Linked DNA regions of Mus musculus: region 2 is linked to region 1. The links are chromatin contacts, called in public Micro-C maps. All regions are on one chromosome and are shown on one strand. The core of a region is the stretch at or near the end of the contact, and the rest is flanking DNA. Distances in the headings are between cores, read along the strand shown. Region 1 has its middle 20 kb from the start of Unc5b. Region 2 has its middle 28 kb from the start of Mir466j.

The links. A called contact is a pair of places that touch in the nucleus more often than the background predicts.
Region 2: a contact with region 1 is called in a Micro-C map of trophoblast stem cells, with 3 times the contacts expected there. The contact joins two enhancer-like sites. A contact is called at or near these places in 1 of 39 promoter capture datasets (embryonic stem cells), 9 of 484 Hi-C or Micro-C datasets (the C2C12 cell line, bone marrow-derived macrophages, cardiomyocytes and 4 more), 2 of 115 datasets of contacts at active chromatin or transcription factors (both in embryonic stem cells) and 1 of 9 other capture datasets (embryonic stem cells).

The regions. Positions count from the first base shown.
Region 1 is chr10:60,850,040-60,853,175 of GRCm38.p6, forward strand. No RefSeq gene overlaps it. Among named protein-coding and RNA genes, the nearest start is that of Unc5b, 20 kb to the left of the region's middle. Within about 2 kb of position 1,637, at least 1 of the 459 cell types and tissues checked has an H3K27ac peak or open chromatin away from gene starts, as enhancers often do. A contact at or near this core is called in trophoblast stem cells, where this site is marked.
Region 2 is chr10:60,987,417-60,991,000 of GRCm38.p6, forward strand. No RefSeq gene overlaps it. Among named protein-coding and RNA genes, the nearest start is that of Mir466j, 28 kb to the left of the region's middle. Within about 2 kb of position 1,480, at least 3 of the 459 cell types and tissues checked have an H3K27ac peak or open chromatin away from gene starts, as enhancers often do. A contact at or near this core is called in trophoblast stem cells, where this site is marked.

The sequences.
Region 1 (3,136 bases), core at 387-2,886:
CCTGGGGCTGGGCTGGTATTTTCCTGTTGAATAGTCACTACGTCTCCCATAGAGCCACTGGAGAGGAAGCACATGGAAAAACAAAGTTTCCCTGTGAAGACAGCACATCCTCAGGTGCCCACTGGTGACTGCTAACACCCCATCATCTTCCTCCTCTTCCAGCATGGATGGAGACTGTTGATGCTTGGGGACAGGGAGACAGGGCCTGGGGAAGTTCCCCGTGTGGCTTAGCCCTGGTGTTCATGGTGGTGCTATCTAATAAGCTCCGGCTGAATGCTGGACTCTGGGCTATTGTTCCATCTTCTGCCAGGTTATCCCAGATCCTTCCAGGTCCTCCTAGGTCCTCCAAGGTCCTTCCAAGTCCTACCAGGCACTGGGCCCCTCCAGAGGAAGACAGCTTGGTGCTGCCTGGCAGGAACTCCATCTAAGCCCACAGTTTGGCAACGAGGGTCCCTGTGGAGGTGGGCTGCCAGGTTACCAAGCTGCTGCTTTGTCCTCCTTCTGGGTCTCAGTTTCCCTGACTGTGAAATAAGGGACTAGAAAGTTCTTGGGCTTCTTGCTTGTCTCCAGGGCTTCATGAGCCTCTAGAGTACCACTCAGTCAGGCATGGTGGCGATTATGTGGTTTTGGGAGATATAAACAAATGTCTACTCTTCTCAGATAGGCGACTGACAAGAGGCCAAGGTAATAGTAACACCAAAGCACAACTTGGGGATCAATGAGTTTATTGGGATTACTGATAGCAGTATGGGTGAAGGGTTATTATCAGAAGCTTAGATCACTCAAATGCAGTAACATCACTGAAAGCTCACCCCAGTGTATGTGACAACTCATGAAAGCTGGAACTCTGGATCTCCACAGGACTTGCAAGCAGCTCCTCAAGTTGGAGAGTCTCTTTTTTCCAACACCCCTTAATGTGTTGTAACCTTGAGAAGGGAAGGGATCCTGCAAATCTGCTAAGTTTCAGGGATTTTCCTGAGACTTGTGAGTTGTCTACTTCTTGGGTCTTTAGGGGCTTCCTTGTACTGTGGAATATTTCAATCCGGAGAAAAATGCTGTACAACAGAGACACACACATGGCAGAGGCAGGAGGATCAGGGGTTCCAGGTCATCTTCGGTTACAAAGTGAGTTTGAGGTCTGCTTGGGCTACATAAAATTCTATGTATAAACAACATGCTGCTCACCTCTTTCCATGTGCCAGCCTTCAGGGCCTCACTTGTTGGCTTGTTCAATCAAGCACACAGAGAACAGAATTTGCCATGAGTGTTGGGAAGTGCCTGAGGAAGGGCTGCCTCCTGCAGCCTGGTACGGGTGTAGAGGGGCCGAACAAAGAGCTCGTAAAGATTCTTAGCAGTTCGAGGCTGCTCTTGCTATAGGATCAGCCTTTCACAGGCCCACACCCTCAACAGCCACTGGTGCCCATATGTACAGACACTAGCTCTTTTTTGCCAGCTTCTTGCCTGATCTGTCCTGACCTTGCAAGAAACACATCTGTGTCTAATAAGATCAGAGCAATATAGTGAGTCCAGGAGGAGTCAAAGGCTTGCAGATCTGTGGCACACCTTTACACATCGTGAAAAGCTGTGGGATCAAGAAGTGGGGACAATCAATGTCTCAGCGGGACCTGAAGTCTTTCTAGTCTGTAGTGACTCACTTCCTGGAAGATAGCCATCTCAAGCGATGTGGAGCCTCCCAAGCTACCTGTTTTGGGAATGATGGAGTTGCTGTCTTGTTTCTGTGAATAGCAACTGTTCTCCCTGGTGGGTTTGGTGCTTGTCTCCAGATCCAGCCATACTAACCTCCTCACAGGATCAACAAGATCTTGCCGCTCTTGCCACACAGCAAGAGGAAGGCCTGTGTTCCACAGTCTTCCCGGCTTCTGGGCTTTTCTGTAGTGCAGTAATTTACAAACTGTATTCTAGGGAGCCCCATGCTTCTCCCAGCAGCTGCCCAGAAGCGGCTACAGAGGAAGAGCTAGGGAGAGGGCCCCAGGCTTCTTCTCCATTTACTTGCTTCAGACAAGCTGGTTTATACTGCGTAGCCTCTATAAAGAAAGCGGCTCACCACTGATATGTAAAAGGCTGAGAACCACAGTGAGCCCCGACTAAGAATATGAATGGCTGGGGGCTTTGCAAAAATGGAGGAGGCAGGAGTGCTCCTCTGTGATGCCTTAGCATCTCTAGAATGACTCAGGCAGGGAGGGGCTCAAGGAAGAACGGGTCTATAGGGGCTGAACATGCTCAATACCCACTCTAGAAGTTAAAAGAGAAATCTTAGTTTGTTGACTGAACACACTGATTATTGTTTTTGTTTTTTGTCCTTTGTTTTTTTTTCATCGTTGTTTGTTTTGTTTTCACGTTTTCAGTCCTAGGGAAGGACCCAGGAGCTTCCCCGTACCAGGCAAGTGCTGTGCTGATGTACTACACCTCAAGCCCCCGCCCTCTCAGCCAACTTTGGACTGTTGCTGAAAGGGGAGACTGCCTCAGGAAGGAATGTTTGAAGGGAAACAGGAAGGAGAATGTTTGAATCCTTTGCTGGCCTGTGATGTCACCCAGGCTATTTGTCCGTCTAGAAGTGATAGCACTGTAGAAATTATTTTCTGTCTCCCCTACATAGAGGTCTGATGGACTCTGGTTGTAGGATAAGGGGTCCATGAATAATTCTGTCCCTAGGTTTTCTCTTTGTGACAAGGATCAGCTCAAAGGTGGCTTCAAAAGCTGTGGTAGAACCCATCCCATGAAAGGTATGCAGGGAATCAGGGAAAGAGGAAGGATGCAACAGGCCAGGCCAGCCAATCGGGTTCCTTTTTGACCTGAGATGAACCCAACCTCCTTTAACTGGACAGATAGAGCATTCCCAGGCCGACCCAGCAGCTTTAGAGCTGGTAACAAGAGTGTAGACATTTCCAGTTTGACCCACGTTGCACTTCACTGGGCTGTCTCCTCCTATAGCATCAGAACTGACAGGCGTGACTTGTGTCATATCTGAGGTTCTGTCCAGCTTTGTGCTCTCCCAGTCACAGGAAGGCTACCATGGTGGCAGGGAGTGGGAGGTAGGCAAGCTGTGACCCTTGCCCTGTGCCTGTGCTGAAGCTAGGTGAATCAGAAAAGAGAGTGAGGCTTACTTTTCATGCCG
Region 2 (3,584 bases), core at 230-2,729, 140 kb after region 1:
AAATGACACAATCAATGAATGTATGCCCAGCTGTTTGGGTTTTAGCTGATTCCAGCTGTAAAGTTGACAACCAAAATTAGCCATCATGGTAGGCATCAAGTAGGGCCAAGATTGAGATGGCAAATGGGTGTACCACTGCCAGAGTGATGCTCCACAGCAAGCTCACCCCTGCCCCAGGGTGTGGCTGATGAAGCTCCGCCCACCCCATTGGGGTACTCAAGGTGCACAGGCAGTTGTTAGAAAGAAGTCTTATCCTTCCTGCCTGCTCATGAGCTGAGGCTCCTCCCTGAACACTGTCAGCACTATTTTTATGAATCCATTGATCAGCAAGTCTTTGCTGAGCATCTGTCTGGTTCACTACCAGGCGCCCCCTCGATGCCCCAGGGGACTTAGCCAGATGCCTCCCAGATTGCAATCAAGCTGCAGTGTAAGGGCTCTCCTTCGGTGTCTCATATGCTTAGAGCAAGAAGGTCACATACCTCTAATGTGGTGTCAGTCATGCTAAAGTCTGGGGGCCTGCTAGACTTCCGTGTCCTTTTATGTAGGCTGCCACCAGAAAATATGGCCCAGATCTAGGGTGGGTCTTCCCATCTCAAATGATGCAATCAAGGAACATATGCCCAGCTGTTGGGGTTTTAGTTCATTCCAGATGTAAAGTTGACAATCAAAATTAGCCATCACAGTAGGTGTTAATAAACCATGCTAAGATGGAGGTTCTCTGCATTTAGGATGGGCATCCCTGCTGCCTCTCTTCTTGGTAGTGGCATCAAGAAGAGAGGAATGGTACAGCCCATCTCCACCTTGGCATGGTTTATTGATGCCTACCGTGATGGCTAATTTTGCTTGTCTACTTGATTACACCTGGAATCAACTAATACCCAAACAGCTGGGGACAAACACCACAAGAGGAAAGGAAGGACAAGGACCCAAGAGAGAAAGGCTCCCTATGGCATAAAGGGCAGAAGAAGCCCCCTTGGAGCCTGAAGGGGCAGAAGAAGACCAGATGCACAGACCGCATCCACTATGGAAGTAGGAGGTGTCATGGGCTGAGTTGGTACCCAGGGATGTGTCAGATGACCCTTGGCTATGGCAGCTCCTTTCTCCTGGCCATGTCTTGAGTCCTGTCTTTCTCCCTCACAGGTTCTAGAAACAGGACAGCCAGTGGGCAAATACCTTCCAAATTCTGTCTCTTCCCAATGTCTGCCTCGAAGCCAGAATTAGATTGTCACCTCATCTCTGCTGTCTGTTATCATCTGCCTTGGTCATGTGATTTACAAGTGTTCATCTTCATGTAAAAACAACAACCAAAACAAAAAAAAAACAAGCAAACAAAAACACACACACACACAAAACCTAGTGCCTGGAAGGTGTGCCTGGGAGGTGTCCTGGATCTTCATTGACCTCAGTTCTGACTCAGTCTTTACTGGGTCTAGTGCCTTCTGTCCCAGCCTTGGTTTCCTTTATGACCCATAATAAAATTCAACCAAACAGCTGCTTAGGTCCTCCCTAGCACCACATGATCCAGTTCCCTCCAAACACAGTGGCAGTCACAATTTTCCCTCCTTCGCAAAGTCACCTGCACCCGAGACAGAGGCATGCACCTGTTCACAGCAGGGTCCTGAGGACCCAGAATAGTCCCTGACTCCATCCACACTCAGGGAAGAGGTATCTAGGGAACAGGTGAGTTGACAAGTCACTATGTACAGTGAGTGCTTGCATGGGCCAATTGCCGGCCTCTAGGTTTGATGGGGGTGGGGGATGGGGGAGCGGAGCCACTGAGTTGGGGGATGAGTCCGGGAAAGGGAGCCCTGCCTTGAACCCAGAGAGACTGTGAATGGCCAGGGTCACCTCTTTATGGGCTCCACAGCCTTATGGCTGAAGCCTCTCTCTAAGCCAGTAATCAGCCTTGCTTATCTCCCTTTAATTTCAGTGTCTCTTTTTTGATTCTCATAGGAGGAGATAGAAACATCTGAAATCAGACATTGACGTATGGAGAAATCCCATTGCTTCCCAGGCACGCTGCAGGGAGTCCAACGGCAGGTGACCAACTGAGCAAGGCATGTGTAGCACCTGAGAGAGATGAAGCCCACGTCTAACACTGGGAATGGACAGGCTAGGAACTCCGGATTCACACAGCTATGGACTAGAAGAAAGTTTAATTTCATTTATTTATATTACTATTGTGGGTCTGATGTGTGTGCGCCGTGGCACACACGTGGTGGTCAGGGAACTGTGTAGAGTCTGTTCTCTCTTTCCACCTTTGCATGGTTCTGGGGGCCAAGCTCAGGTCTCCAGGCCTCCACAGCAAACACGTGTACCCACTAAAATATCTTGCCAGTCCAGGGATCAGAATCACTAACAATCCAAGACTCGCAAATGCAAATGAGAGTAAGTACGATGTATTGAGTGGTTTGGGGGTCCTGATGACACATTGAGGGTATACGACAACAGGACAACGAGATCTACTTCTTGTTGTGTGTTTTCTTTTATTAAGACAGAATCTTGGGATGTAGCCCAGGCTGGCCTCAAACCTGTGGCAATCCCGTCTCTGCCTCACAAGTGCTGGAATTACAGGCACATGCCACCACATCCGGCTTGAGTCTGTGGATTAGTATAAAGCCCTTTAAAATGTATGTATCGGCAACCCAGAGATTCCACCGAGTGCTGGAAGAAAGGCCTGGAGTATGTCTGGAAATATTATTAATGAATGCCTGGGTTTGCAATAGCACAGTGTAGGTCAAATGACTGGTACTTCCTCACATAGGATACTGTAAGGCAAGTAGCAGGGGACCACACCTCCCTATCTTCAGAAAGACTAGAAAGAAACAACGTGAGTCCTTCAAAGGAGTGTGAGGGATGAGGCAGAGATGGGGGCCAGGGTCAGGGCAGGCAAGGGTGGGAGTCAAATTCACCTTTCATTCTGTCCTCTTCAGTATTCTGTGACTTGTTCATCATGTGCAAACATTAATTTATCAACTGGAACTTTAAAAAACAACCTGACACAGAAGTATACTTCGTCCCAGAAATGATTAAACTAGAGTTTAATCAAATGGAGTAGATTTCTTGTTCAGTCACATGGTTGTTTTGTTTGTGTGTATTTATTTAGCACTGAGGATTAAACCTATGGCCTGAACTACACACCCCTAGCCCAGTCTTTACTTTGTATTTTGAGACAAGTGAAAGTTTCCCAGACTGGTCATGAACTTTCAATCCTCCTGCTTCAGATTCCCAAGTGACAGAGAGTTCAAGTCTGTGCTACTATGTGTGTTCAGCCAATGTTTCTTACACATGATTCTGCTTGGGGTCAGGCAACAGGTTTGTTGTGCGGGACTTTCTGGCTCTCTAGTTCTATTTGGTATTGTAGTGAGTCCAGAAATGTCACCCTGGCTGGCAGGATATTAAAAGATATTTTAATTTTCAGGTTCACGTCAGTCTACATTTTCAAGTCTATCCATTATTTAGTAATTTTGAAATGTGTTTCTAAGAAGAAGGGAAGAAATCAGTCCCCTCTGGGATGCATGGACTGGAGATGGGGCTGGGGCCGGTGTTTTCTGAGAGACTGGACACCTGGCCTCACAACTTCC